Regions from separate parts of the Mus musculus genome. Here region 2 is linked to region 1. Evidence: chromatin contacts called from public HiChIP or PLAC-seq data. All regions are on one chromosome and are shown on one strand. Each heading gives the region's core, a stretch centred on a gene start, on an enhancer-like site or on the middle of the called end of the contact. The rest is flanking DNA. Distances are from core to core; before and after follow the strand shown.

Evidence for each region. HiChIP or PLAC-seq counts read pairs in DNA pulled down with a chosen protein or histone mark.
Region 2: an H3K4me3 HiChIP or PLAC-seq map of bone marrow-derived macrophages shows a contact between it and region 1, with 5 times the contacts expected there. The contact joins the promoter of Akap5 here to the enhancer-like site in region 1. A contact is called at or near these places in 1 of 39 promoter capture datasets (the HPC-7 cell line), 1 of 115 datasets of contacts at active chromatin or transcription factors (bone marrow-derived macrophages) and 1 of 9 other capture datasets (embryonic stem cells).

What each region holds. Positions count from the first base shown.
Region 1 is chr12:75,686,917-75,694,018 of GRCm38.p6, reverse strand. It overlaps Gm34717 (a long non-coding RNA gene), which reads right to left. Exons shown (of 3, transcript XR_381697.2): 2 at 7,050-7,102; 3 at 5,755-5,772. Among named protein-coding and RNA genes, the nearest start is that of Gm40890, 11 kb to the left of the region's middle. Within about 2 kb of position 4,293, at least 16 of the 459 cell types and tissues checked have an H3K27ac peak or open chromatin away from gene starts, as enhancers often do. A contact at or near this core is called in bone marrow-derived macrophages, where this site is marked.
Region 2 is chr12:76,321,897-76,328,998 of GRCm38.p6, reverse strand. Akap5 (A kinase (PRKA) anchor protein 5) reads right to left here and starts at 4,108. Exons shown (of 2, transcript NM_001101471.1): 1 at 4,010-4,108; 2 at 1-1,433. The coding sequence starts at 1,182. Gm40443 (a long non-coding RNA gene) reads left to right here and starts at 5,835. Exons shown (of 3, transcript XR_001780628.2): 1 at 5,835-6,567.

The DNA of each region.
Region 1 (7,102 bases), core at 3,044-5,543:
TCTTATGTAGCTTAAGCTGGCCTTGAACTTGTTATACAGTTTCAGAATGACTTTTTAACTCCTGAACCTCCTGCCTCCACCTCCCTAGTGTTGGGATTACAGGCACGGATCGCCACCACTGGCCTGATTGTGGACATGTTGCCTGTAGGAAGATGGTGCTGGAAAGGGGGACTCTGGTGAGTGTGGAGGTGTCTATGTATTGTGTGAAGACACTGGGAAAATATGGAAGCAAGGGCCAGCTATAACATTGGAAGGGAGAATGGAGAGATGTAGATCAGTGTTTTCAGTCTCACAAACTATGTTTGGTTGTATTCCCAGAGTATTAAAGAGAGGTGTAGTGACCTTCAAGTGGGGTTCACAAAATGACTTGTTGAGATTCAGCAAGTCAATATTAGAGCTTCTATTTGTGTTTCCTTTACTAATGGCCATTAATATTCAGTATTCAGATGGATGCCTGCATCTTCATGAGATACAGATGGTTATGCAAGTGAGGGGCATTCAAGGGTAAGAGTGTGAGGTTTTTGTGTTTGTTTCTTGCTGTCAGGTTATGGGCACACTGCATGATGATTAAGTAAAGATTTACCCATTACACTGTCTAGCTTTAACTAACCTAAGCTCTCAAAACCAATGCTAGTACCCTGCCTAGACCGCCACAGGACCCTTGATAAGCATCAGTGTGCGCTTCTCTCTCTCCACTTGGGTGAACTGATCTTGAATGTTGGGAGCTACTCAGTTGGAAGGTTGCATCTCCCCCTACTTTTCTACTTCCTTGGCAGCCTATAGGTTGGTTCTGAATGATTATCGACTGCAGAAGGCCAGAAGTCCCAACCTTTGCCAAACTTAGCAAAGACCTGTGTGGTGGTTTGGATAGGAATACCCCTCCCCTCCCCCATAGGCTCATATAGTTAAATACATGGTCATTAGGGAGTGGCTCTTCTTGAGAAGGATAAGGAGGTGTGGCCTTGTTGGAATGGGTGTAACCTTGTTGGAGAAAGTGTACCACTGCGGGTGTGCTTTGGGCTTTCAGATGCTCAAGCCAGGACCAGTTAGTTGCTCTCCGTCTCTCTCTTCCTGCTGCCTAAAGACCTGAATGTAGAACTGTCACCTACTGTCTCTGCCTGCCTGCCGCCATGCTTCCCACCATGGGGATAATGAACTAAATCTCTGAAACTGTAAACCAGTCCCCAATTAAATGGTTTCCTTTATAAGAATTTCCATGGTTACAGTGTCTCTTCATAGCACCAGAACTTTGACTAAGACAACCTGATTGATCTTGCATTTTTGCATAGTCTCTTCCCCATCCTATTGTTTCCTCTCTCTTAAAGGTTTCAACTGAGATCATTCTCAAGAGCTTCGATGGCATAAGAACTGCCATCTCATCTCTGTTTCCTGAGAATTAGGCTAAAACAATGAACATCCAGCTTTAACAGTCATATAGAGATGACAACTGAGATCAATAACACACTTTCTATCTAAAATAATAGATATGTAGATAGATAGATAGATAGATAGATAGATAGATAGACAGACAGATGAATGAAAACAACTTGAAGAGGTTGGAGCTGGAGAGGTGACTCAGCCAGTAAAAACACTGGCTGTTCTTCCTGAGGGTCCAGGGTTTGATTCACAGCACTCCATGACCACATACAACCATCTGTAACTCAAGTTCCAGCGGATTCTATGCCCTCTTCTGGTCTCCTCGGGCACTGAAAACACATACCATACATACATACTGTCTTAGTCAGGGTTTCTATTCCTGCACAAACATCATAACCAAGGAACAAGTTGGAGGGGAAAGGTTTATTTAGCTTACACTTCCACACTGCTGTTCATCACCAGAGGAAGGCAGGACTGGAACTCAAGCAGGTCAGGAAGCAGGAGATGATGCAGAGGCGATGGAGGAATGTTACTTACTGGCTTGCTTTGCCTTGCTCAGCTTGCTTTCTTTTTGTTTGTTTTTTGTTTTTTTGAGACAGGGTTTCTCTGTGTAGCCCTGGCTGTCCTGGAACTCACTCTGTAAACCAGGCTGGCCTCCAACTCAGAAATCCACCTGCCTCTGCCTCCCAAGTGCTGGGTTTAAAGGCGTGCACCACCATGCCCGGCTTTGCTTTCTTATAGGACCCAAGACTACCAGTCCAGGGATGGCACCACCCACAATGGGTCTTCCCACCTTGATCACTAATTGAGAAAATGCCTTACAGCTGGATCTCATGAAGGCATTTCCTCAGTTGAGATGCCTTTCTCCGTGATAATTCCAGCTTGTGTCAAGTTGACACACAAACTCAACCAGTGCACATACATACAGGTAAAGCACACAATAATTATATGCATATATAATGTATATCCTCATATCCACATCCCGTATACATATGTATGTTATATATTTAATATAAAAAAATTAAAGCTGGTATGTACACACACACACACACACACTACACACACCCCATGTGCAAACATGCAATCTCCTAAGGCTTCTCACAAAACAAACAAACAAACAAACAAACAAACAATCAAACAAATCTGTTACTCCATCACTCTCCACAATCCTCACTTTCTGTGTTACTTTATTTTTGACAAAAGGTTTATATATATATATATATATATATACATGCCAGCCTGGTCTCCAATATACAGCTAAGGATGAACTTGAACTCTTGACCCTGTTGTCTTTACTCCTAGACTCCTGGAATTATAGGTATGCCCTACCACACACCCAATTCTTTCCTTCTCAGCATTATCCCAGCATTCATTTTCAGCCACCGTGGCTTAGGGTGTCTACAACAAGTACTGTATTCTGCTGTTCTTTAGTGTGCTATAAGTGCATTGGCTACTTGTCTTGTTGAAGTGCAAAATATCTGACAAAAGCAACTCAGGGGTTTATTTGGCTAGTTAGCCTAGGTTACATAGTAACTGTATCTCAAAGAATACCTTCCACCGTGGGGCAGGGGCAGGGGTGTTGGTGGCAGGCATAGGAGGCAACAGCCTGTCACATTGCATCCAGTTAGGGAGGAGAGACCCATGACTGCTCATGCTCAGGTTTCGGTTTGTTTGTTTGTTTCATTTTGTTTTTACAGGGTATCACTTTGTAGCCCTGGCTGGCCTGGAACTCCCAGAGATCAGCCCTGTCTCTGCCTCCTTTCCCCCTTTTTATTCAGTCTCAGACCCCCAATCCATGTTGGGTGTGTCCTACTTCAGTTAACTCAATCCAGACAAGTCTTCACAGACAACTCCAGAGATTAGTTTCCTCAGTGATTCTAAATCTCACAGCACATGCATTAAATGGAAATCTGCTTTAGATTTTGAGTTGAGAGTCACTGTTCTCAAATCACAGGATCCTTCAGATATTTCCCAGATTCAAGTGTAGACGACAGTGAACACTACCACAAAGTTAGCCGGAAAACCCCTTTGAATGTAACATGATTCTCAGATGAGAACAGGGACTTTAACACTGTCTTCTGGGACCTAGAATGTTTGTAGCATGGAATAGCTGGCAAACACTATTTGAATTGATTCTGTTTAAGGAGAAAGAGGACTGGGGGGGGGGGGGGGGAGAAGCTCAGTCAGTTAGGCACTTGCCTTGCAAGCATGAGAACCTGAGTTTGATTTTTAGAATCTACTTAAAAACTTGGCATAGTGGTGGTTTTTGTGATCCAAGCACTCGGAGGCAGGAGGATGACCCCTGTGGCTTGCTGATGCCTAAGTGGGGAGCCAGTGAGATATCCTGTCTTAAAGGCAGTAGATAGTTTCTCTGAGGACATTCGAACATGTCCTCTCATCACTACATGCACACACATGCATTAAAAATGTTTCTATTTTATTGTTTTATGTGAATGAGTGTTTTGCCTACATATATTGTCTTAGGGTTTTACTGCTGTGAACAGACACCATGACCAAGGCAACTCTTTTTTTTTTTTTTAAGATTTATTTATTTATTATATTTAAGTACACTGTAGCTGTCTTCAGACACTCCATAAGAGGGCGTCAGATCTCATTACAGGTGGTTGTAAGCCACCATGTGGTTGCTGGGAATTGAACTCAGGACATTCAGAAGAGCAGTCAGTGCTCTTAACCGCTGAGCCATCTCTCCAGCCCGGCAACTCTTATAAGGACAACATTTAACTGGGGCTGGCTTACAGGTTCAGAGGTTCAGTCCATTATTATCAAGGCAGGAGCAAGGCAGCATCCAGGCAGGCATGATGCAAGAGGAACTGAGAGTTCTACATCTTCACTGGCTTCCAGGCAGCTAGGTTGAAAGTATTAAATCCCATGCTCACAATGACACACCTACTCCAACAAGGCCACACCTCTTAATAGTGCCACTCTCTAGGCCAAGCCTATACAAACCATTGCATGTATATGTGTGCACTTTGTGAGTGCTTGGTGCCCAAAGAAGTCAGAAGAGGGCCTCTGATTCCCTTGGCTTGGAATTACCAAGTTGTGAGCTTCTACATGGATGTTGGGAATGGAACCTGGGTCATCCAGGTCATCCACAAAAGCAGCAAGCACTTTTAACTAACTGATGAGCCAACTCTCCACACTAAGACCTTTTGTGTGTGTGTGAGACGGGGGTCTTTCTACATAGTCCTGTCTGTCCTGGAAGTGACTACGTAGACTAGGGTGGCCTTCAGCTCACAGAGATCCCTCTGTCTCTGCCTTCTGAGTGTTGGGATTAAAGGCATGTCTCCCTGTGCCCTGCCTGAAACATATTTCAAAGGGAACACATTTGTGATGGTTTAAATCATTATGGGCCCCATAGAATCATGTGTTTGGATGTTTGGCCGGCTGGGAGTGGCACTATTAGGGTTTGTGGCTTTGTTAGAGGAAGTGCATCCCAGGGGAAGTGAGATCTCCTATGCTCAAGCTACCTCTAAAGTAGCAGACACACACTCTCTGCTCCCAAGGGATCAAGATTTAGAGCTCTTAGCGCTTTCTCCAATGCCATGGCTTCCTGGGTTAGAGCATCCCATCAAGATGCTTCCTTTCCATCATGATGGTGATGATGGACTGACCCTCTGAACCTGTAAGCCAATCACAATTAAATGTTGCCCTTTATTAGAGTTGCCTTGGTCATGGTGTCTCTTCACAGCAATGGAAACCTTAACTAAGACAACATTTTCTGCAAATTCCTGGATACAAAAGATGCAGTACTGTAGAACCAAGATTGTGGTTTCATGCCAGCCTGGGCTACACAGTGAGTTTAAGACCAACTTGTGCCCTCGCTAAAAGAAAAAGTAGCAGTTCATATTCTTTTTTTTTTTTTGCAGTTTGGTTTCGATTCCTCATTTTTAAAAAATTGGATATTTTATTTATTTACATTTCAAATGTTATCCCCTTTCCCGTTTTCCCCTCTGTAATCCTCCTATACTATCCCCCCTTACCCTGCTTCTATGAGGGTGCTCCCCTACCCACCCACTCCCCCCTCACTGCCCTAGCATTCATCTACACTAGGGCATCAAGCCCTCACAGGACCAACGGCCTCCCCTCCTATTGATGTCAGATAAATCCCCTCAGCTCCTTCAGTCCCTCCTAACTCCTCCATTGGGGTCTCTGTGCTCAGTCTGATGGTTGGCTGCGAGCATCTGCATCTGTATTGGTTAGGGTCTGGCAGAGCCTCTCAGGAGACAGCTGTATCAAGCTCTGGACAGCAAGCACTTCTTGGCATCCACAATAGTGTCTGGGTTTGGTGTCTGCATGTGGGATGGATCCCCAGGTGGGGCAGTCTCTGCATGGCCTTTCCTTCAGTCTCTGCTCCACTCTTTGTCCCTGTATTTTCTTTAGAAAGGAAAAATTCTGGGTTACATTTTTGGAGATGGGTAGGTGGTCCCATCCCTCAACTGGGGGGGGGGGGCATGCCTAACTTCTGGATATGGTCTCCACAGGTTCTCCCTCCCCTTTTTGGGGTATTTCTGCTAATGTCATCCCTGTGGGGTCTTAAGAGGCTCTTGCTTTCCTGGCATCTGGGACTTTCTAGTTGCTACTCCCAGTTCTTCATCCCCCATTGCTACATACCTCTGTTCAAATTCCTGACCCTCTGTACATCTCCATCTCCTCCCATACCTGATTCTGCCCCTCATTGCCCCCCTCCTCTCTTCCTCCAAAGTCCCTCCTCACCCTCTACTTCCCTTGAATATTTTGTTCCCCCTTCTAAGTAGGATTGAAACATCCTCATTTTTTTAAACCTCCAGTTTCCTAATTCTGGGCAGAGGACTTCTTGTACATAAGAAATGAAGGTCAGAGGCTGGGTGTGAATGCACGGGTAGAGCCTAGTATGCTATAGGTTCTACTCCTGGCAACACGGAACAAACAAAAGGTGAAGGCCAGTCTTGGTGACACAAGCTCAGAATCCCAGCAGTCAGGAGGTAGAAGCATGATTTTGAGTTCAAAGCCAGCCAGGGCAATCTAGGGAGGGACTACAAAACAGAAACCCATCCTAACCATTTCCTCTTACTGGGTGATTTATCTCCAGGACGATCTTCAGCAAATGCAAGACTCAGCAAAGCTTTGTAATCCTTCCCGTTCCTTATCTCAGCTGTCAAGTATGAGAACCTGGGATTTACTTATCTCTGTTCAGAGCATTTTCCCATGGGTTGGGAGCAAAAAGTATTACATAGCCCATTTATACCCGGTGTGTGTTTATAGTTTGCTTTCTTTTCCTACTGGAATTGGGGTTGAATCCAGGGTCTCAGCACATTGGGCATGCGCTCTGCCACTGAGCTACACCCAACATCATGATTTGCCTTTTGAAAGGAGCAGTTCTCTTTTCTCTGCAGCGTTTCTTCTAAACAAGTCTAATAAGTTTTCAAGCGTGGAAGATTATTTCTTGAAAGGAAATCATTACATGCTGTGAGTTTACATGAGAGATGATTATCCAAGGTAATAGATTTTGTAGCACAAATCAATAATTAGCATTTATTAATTTTTAATACTTAAATGTAAGGGTTGGGAATGCTAATTCATTAGAGAAATGTTCAGGACTGAGATAGGCATCTATTTAATGGTCCCTTTATTGACTTTCAAACCTAGGAATAGCTTTCACTTCAGGCAATCACCTGCAATCAACTGTGATCCTCTGATTACAAATTTATTCAAGTTGTCTGCTCTC
Region 2 (7,102 bases), core at 2,859-5,358, 640 kb before region 1:
GACTTTCTCTGTGTGGTCAATTGTAGCTTCCTCTGCCTGGCCAACTGTAGCTTTCTTTGCCTGGCTCAGTTCACCTTCCTTTGCCTGACTCAATACAGTTTCCTTTGCCTGGGCCACTGTAGTTTCCTCTGCCTGGCTCAGTTTCCCTTCCTTTGCCTGACTCTCTGCCTGGATCACAGTAGCTTCCTCTGGGTGGCCCGCTGTAGCTTCTCCGGCCTGGCTTAGTGCCCTTTTGTCTGCCTGGCCAACTGCAGCTTCCTCTGCCTGGCCCAGTGCAGTCTCTCCTGATTTCTTTTCTTCAGCAGCAGTCTTTCTCCTGTCATCTTTCCCACTTGGGGCACTTTCCCGGATGCCATTACTGGGTTCTTCCAGACTATGTTGATGTGTGGTTGCTGGTGATGGAGGAGCAGCAGAAGTCACTGACCGAGGGCTGCCTGCTGCTGAACTCTCAAGTAGACTTGCTCGCTGCGTCTGCACACTTGGCTTTTCCGTGATCACCTTAGTCTCCTTTTCCAGCTCAGGAGTTCCCATCTGGATAGCAGAAGATTTGTTTTCTAATTCCAGTTCTATGGCGATCACATTCTCTCCCGAGGTGACGCTGTTGCTTATGTGTGATTCTTGGCTCTTCTTACCATCTCTCACCAACACACCTTCCTGTAGGCCCTGGGTAGACCCAGCCTGGATTGCCTGGTCATCTGGCTGGGTCTGGGCTTTTATCTCCAAATCGTCTGCCTCTCCCTGGACTCTGACGTAGCCTGAATCTTCTGTGAGTTTGGAATGACGACTTCTCTTTGCCCCTCTTGAGAATCTTAGGCAAGGAAACTTAAGTCTGGATTTTGCCTTTTTCTTAGGAAGAGCCCCATCCTCGGGCTGCACCTCTGCCTCAGGCGGCTTCTGCTTCTTTGCAGGCTCGGACCTTTTCCTGTGTGTCACAAGGCCTTTGATGGAGGCCCAGGCACCCGCTGGTTGCCGTTGACCAGAGCCCCCAGCTTCGGGGGTATGTTTCTTTGTCTCCTCAGCAGTCCTGGAACCGGCTTTGGGTTTTGTCTTGTTCGCTTTCTTCCTTCTCTTGAAGCAGAGTGTGGCTGTTTTTCTCTCCTGCCTCTCTTTCTGAGGACTGGCTGCTACTGGTCCCTTCTCGTCCTTCGTCTCTACCTGAATCTCAGAAACGCTGGTCTCCATTTTGACGCTGCACTCTTTCATTCTCTAGAAACGTGTCTTTTCCCTTCCTCCGAAAGTCTTTTGTGACAGAAATATCACACCAGCTCCGATTTCTCCTACGTGTCCACTCTCCCCTCACACCACAGCTGTTTCTGTGACTTCTTCAGGACACGAACGCCTTGTTTATCTGAGCCTCACGGTGTCTTCTTTTAATTTACTCTTTGAATGAAAGCACTTTCCTGGCTCAACTTCTTCTTTATTTGAAGCCCAACCTGATGAGAGAAAAAAGTAGGGTTTATTTCAGGGTATTTATTTTATTACGTTATTTTGTTTGGTTTTTCCAGACAAGGTTTCTCTGTGTAGCCCTGGCTGTCCTGGAACTCACCCTGTAGATGAGGTTGGCCTCAAACTCAGAGATGCACCTGCCTCTGCCTCCCAAGTGCTGAGATTAAAGGCGTTCGCCACCACTGCCTGGAGGAAGCCTATTATTTTTAATATAAACTGTATCATATGGTGCATGCATTCCACAGAAAGTACATACTACAACAACTTAGGGCTAAAAAGCGAGGCTTGGTTTTACCCTATCAAAAAGATTTGAGTGTGAACTCATTTTGCTCAGATTTTGTTTGAGGTCACTCTGCTAGTGTGCCCAGTTATCTTCTCCAAGAATTGTTTATGGTCCCATATGGAAAGTTTAGCAAATAACAAGAAAAGAGAGGGCAGTGTGGTAGGGAAGCCTGAGTACTGTCTCATCACATACCACGAAGAACGCTGGTACTACGAGGGACATGGGAGATGGCTCACGATGAATTAATGATCAACGTGAGCTCCCAGTGGGCAGCTAGAGCTTGCAGAAAGCCTTCAGCTAGATGAGGACCTAGCCAGAGTTAGAAGTAGAAAATCTGACTCTCTGGTGTTCGTTCTATTGTAGCATAAGGTTTCTGTTCTAAAAATGTACATACATTTCACCAAGGAGGCGCTACTTTCCATACATACTCTCAGAAAAAAAAAAAATCTAGCATCGCTGTCATTCTCTACTCTTAAAAGTCGTTGTGTAACTTTGACATCTTCAGTGAAGTGCCTGCTACTCATGTTTCCCCACTGTAACTGCACACAGCTGGAGGTAAGTTAGTGACGGTTCCAGCCAACGTCGGTTGCGCGACTCCCGTGTACGAGGCAGCAGCGCTGAGCACTTTCACATACATCTCTAACCTGCACCGCAGTGTTGCAGAGTGAGGAGGTGGTGATATCTCCATCTGCAGTTAAGCAGTCTGCCTGCCTGAGACTACAAAGCTTGTCGGTGGCAACAGCGCTCAGATTTAACCCAAGACTGCCTGTTTCTGAACTGCGTTCTTTCACTGCGCCTCGAGGTCCAAGAGAAAGTAAATTGCTTTAAAATGCTAATCTGAGGCTGCTTGTGACCACGCGTGACTGTAATTCCAGCAAGTGGGAGGTGGAGGCAGGAGTCTCAATCAAGGCCATCCACAGAGCTACATAGTAGAGTTGAAGACAGCACCAGCTACGTGAGACCCTGTCTCAGAAAAACATGTAAAACTAAACTGACACATAGCTTAGTGACAGAACATTGGCCTAACGTGCCACAAGATTCTGGGTTTGAGCCCCAGTGCCACCAAAAAAAGTAATAGTCCACAGAATGGCAAGGCTTAAGGAATGAGGACCTGGAATGACTAGCTAACAACAGCTCCGTGCATTTTAGGTGCTGAGCCCTGAGTTAGGCGCAGGGGAGCCTTTCATGCATATTCTTCACAGAGCTTTCACTTGGGTACCAGTTCCCAATTCTCTGTAGAACTGGAACCCTGAAAAACCGTTTTAAGAGCTAAGGCTTTTCTTTTGTTTTTTTAAGGGTAAGTATTGAAAGCTTCATCTTTCTACAAAGAAACATAAAATTCTAGAATGATGGGACCAGTATAACATTTGCAGTCTCTCCTCACACACCCTAGCACTAGAACTAGAACCCAGTCTTAATGGCTTCCACGTCTTCTTTCCCTGAGCCTCCAGCGCTCTAGAGATCATTCCTTCTAAGTGTGTGTATTAATAGAAGAAATATTCAAATGAGATTATATTCCGGAAAGTCTCTGAAACTAACCTAAATGGCCTAGATGGTTGCACGAGAGGTTTCTTTTAATGTACATCACTGTAGAGATCAACACCCCAACAAGTGTAGGCGAGGCAGGGAAAGGATGCAGCCTGCAGGCATTAAAACTTTGCAGAGTGTTAAGACTGCAAATGATTCACCTTTACCTTCGAGAGGACCATTATTGTCTTGGAAACCTTAAAGTCCCTGCTGTCCTTTCCTGGCAGAATCTCCTGTCCAAGACCACAGAAAACAACCACCACCCTTCTCCCCTTGAGCAACAGAGAGCAACCACTATCTGAACAGAGCAAGGAACCCTTCCCAGCACTAGACACGAACCGCGAAGCTTCCTCCTGGAGGAAGGATTCTCCAAGCTTGACGCCCCTATGGCAGGAGACAGAGCTCAGGATAAAGTGCTCAGAAAGGAAAATACCGGGGGCGTGGAATAGATAGCCCAGCTTCAAGCTATCTGCAGAACTATCATAGCCCGGAGCCGAAAATCACAGTTCCCCAGAAAACCCCTAAAGGAAAAGGGTTAGGTAGGCAGCCGGTGCCAAAGCAGCAGCTGCAACTCGTGCGAAGCGAGCGGGCGGCAGAACAGCCCAGGGTCACCCACCTGGAGCCGTCTGAGGATCGGCGACCTTGCAGTCGTGTCCCTCACAATCTGGTGACCAGGACCCGGGGTCTGCCGCCGTTACCAGGGCTCAGTGCACCAGATTCTGACCCAGAGCCTCTAGTCTTGCCTCTACTTACCCAGATCGTCGCGGTCTCTGGCCAGCTCTGCTCCCGAGGTCGAGGAGCACGGGCCCAAACAACGGAGAGCCCCGGAGACCGCGGAGCGCGCAGCCCTCTGCAGAGGGACCGCAGCCGCGCGCCCCCTCCCCAGCGCGGAGAGAGACAGCTGGTCGCGCCAATGCGCGTGGAGCAGTGGGGCGGGGCTAGGGCCGGGGGCGGGGTGAACTCAGCCAGCCACCTGCCAGCCGACTGCCCAGCGGCCTGGGAGAGACCTCCGTGCTCCCGCCCCGGACGCATCACCGCTGCATAAAGACATCAGGACCAGGGTGGAGGGACCACTAAAGCAAAGCAGGAGGACTGCAAGAGGGTAGAAACCCCTCATTTCCTGAGACGCACATCCGTAAAAACCTTGTTTGAATTTATAAGGCTCCCACCGTGAATCCCCCCTGGAACATTAAAGACAAGGTAGAAAGCATATCTACAGATAAAGATTGATGGGAAAGATGGCTCAGCGGTGAACAGCACGTATTTCTCTTCCAGGGGGTTTAAGATCGATCCCCATACACCCACATTAGGCGGCTCACAACCACCTGTAACCAGCCCTAGCTGGATCTTTTGCAAAAACAAAATTAAAAAGCAAGATTCATAACAGTACAGAGACAATAAGGGGCCGGGGGAGGATTTTATTTTATTTATTTTGTCGAGACAGGGTTTGTCTGTGTAGCCTTGCTTGTCCTGGGACTCACTCTGTAGACCAGGCTGGCCTTAAACTCACAGGGATCCACCTGTCTCTGCCTCCAGAGTACTGGGATTAAAGGCCTGTGCCACCATCCACTGGCAGACATTTTATTTGTGTAGCTCTGTACGACCGACCTGAAACTCATTGTGAACCAGCCTGGTATTGAACTCACTGAGATTCACCCACCTCCACCTCAGAAGCTGCACCTGGCTATGGAGAAAATTATATATATATGGTGAGAAACAGAAATAAACTCACTAAACAGAACCTCAACCTGGTACTGGTACAGTCCTCACTCTGGAACAGGAAGGTGTCAGCTCAGGTGGGAACCAGCACAAATATGGCTCTGTGCACACAAAGGTGTGGCCTCCCCAGCTCAGGGCCTGTGGCTTTGGGATGTTTTCAAGCTGAGACCCTGTAAGTCACACACACACTCTGACAGGCTTGTTTCACCATGTCCAAACCTCAGGCTCTGTGCACACCAGGCAAATACCCTTTGCTCCAAATGGGGCTGGAATAGTGAGCACCCTCATCTCCGTCCCCACTTGAGAGGAACAAGGTAAGCAGACCCCAAGGGATGTCCTAAAGGAAACAGTAATCCAGCCGCGGTTCTGATATGAGATGTCACATGGGCCATGTTCTGTGCTCACCTGTCAGCATGGATGTGGTACTCCAGCAGGCCTCAGCCTCCTCCAGGGCTCCTCCTAGCACAGAGCTCGAAAGCCCCAGGGACGCGGAAGAACAAGACCCTGTCCCCTTTCTTAAGTGGACCATGACCTTTGAGAGGTCAATATCAGATGTCCACTTGGGGATGGTTTTTCAAGGAATATATTTTACCTTCCTCAGACTCTCTAGTCTAGATTTACTCCAACCAGACCTGATAAGGAATAAACTCTTAAGGCACAAAACAGACCGGGAGGACCCAGATTCAACTCCCAGCACCCACATGGCAGCTCATAACTGTCTCTGACTTTTTTCCATGGAATATGACTCCCTCACACATGCAGGCAAAACACCAATGTACATAAAAGAAAAATAATTTTAAAAAGAGAGTTCTTGATTTGCAGAGAATCAGAGTTCAATTCCCAGCGCACATTTCAGTTCTCTATAACTGCCTTTAACTCCAGGGGATCCTCTTCTGGCCCCTGTAAGCCCTCTGCGTGCACGCGAGTGCGCACACACACACACACACACACACACTTGCCAGTGTGCGGTTTGGACAGGGTGAAACAAGCCTGTGATCTCAGTACTTAGGAGGTAGAGACAGCAGGATGAGACTTTTCAAAGCCATCCTTGGCTACACAGGGAATCTAAGGCCAGCCTGGACTACATGAGATCCCATCTCAAAAAAAAATCCAAATGAGTTAGCTTTGTTCATCCAGCAAGCACAGATGTGTGAAATGACTTTATACCCGCAAGCCGGTTATATGTTAACCGTTTTTGGTAGTTTTGAACTTGAGACGAGCGGGAAGAAACTCTTAAGCTTTTCCAAATCCAGCAGACCTGGGAGTTGGCGGTCATTTTAGGAGAGGAAGCTCATGCAGATGATTGATGGGGTAACCTGGCTATGATGGGGTAACCTGGCTATCTTAGTAGAAACCACTTGGAGCCAGGTGTAGTAGCTCAATCCCAGGACTTGAGTAGCTAAAGCAGAAGGACCATACATCCCTAGCCAGGCTGCGCTACATCGCAAGACCCACTTGAAAAGAAGAGAAAGCATCGGACAATGAGAGATGCAGGCTGAAAGAGCAGCAGTGAAGAGCATCTTAGAAACTCAAGTGCAGCTCGCCTGCACCGGCTTTGGCCTTAGAAGAATGGGAGCTGACTATAGTCTAAGGTAAGAGGTGGATTATCTCATGCTCTAGGGGAAAATAAGACTTATATGATCAACAACTTATCTGGCATCTTTCTCTCATCCATACACAATGCACCCAGGAAAGAGAATGAGCCGGGGGGAGGGGACGCATATTACTATAAATAAGAATCTGCATTTTGGCTTTTCTTTAGGATATGGCTAGAACTTGAGGCCAGATGTTTGAACAATGTACTGCATGCACAAGAGGAAGAAACCTGTCACTCCTAAACACACTCAAGTGACAGGGCCGCTGAAGCTATTACTGTATTATTGCCTACTACTCCGTCTGAGTTATATAATTAGGAAATGAGCTATAAATACCTCTCCAATCTGATAGAGAACTATCCTCCTCACAGCTTATCTTATTAATGTCACAGATAGAGCGTGCCAGTAAAATAGCCTACGTATGTATCTGAGCTGACTACACCGTCTCTTCCATCCTGGTCCCCATCCTCAGTCGAGGCTTTTAGCTACAAACATGGTCTCGACTCCTCGTTAACAGTTCTTATGTCCTTGA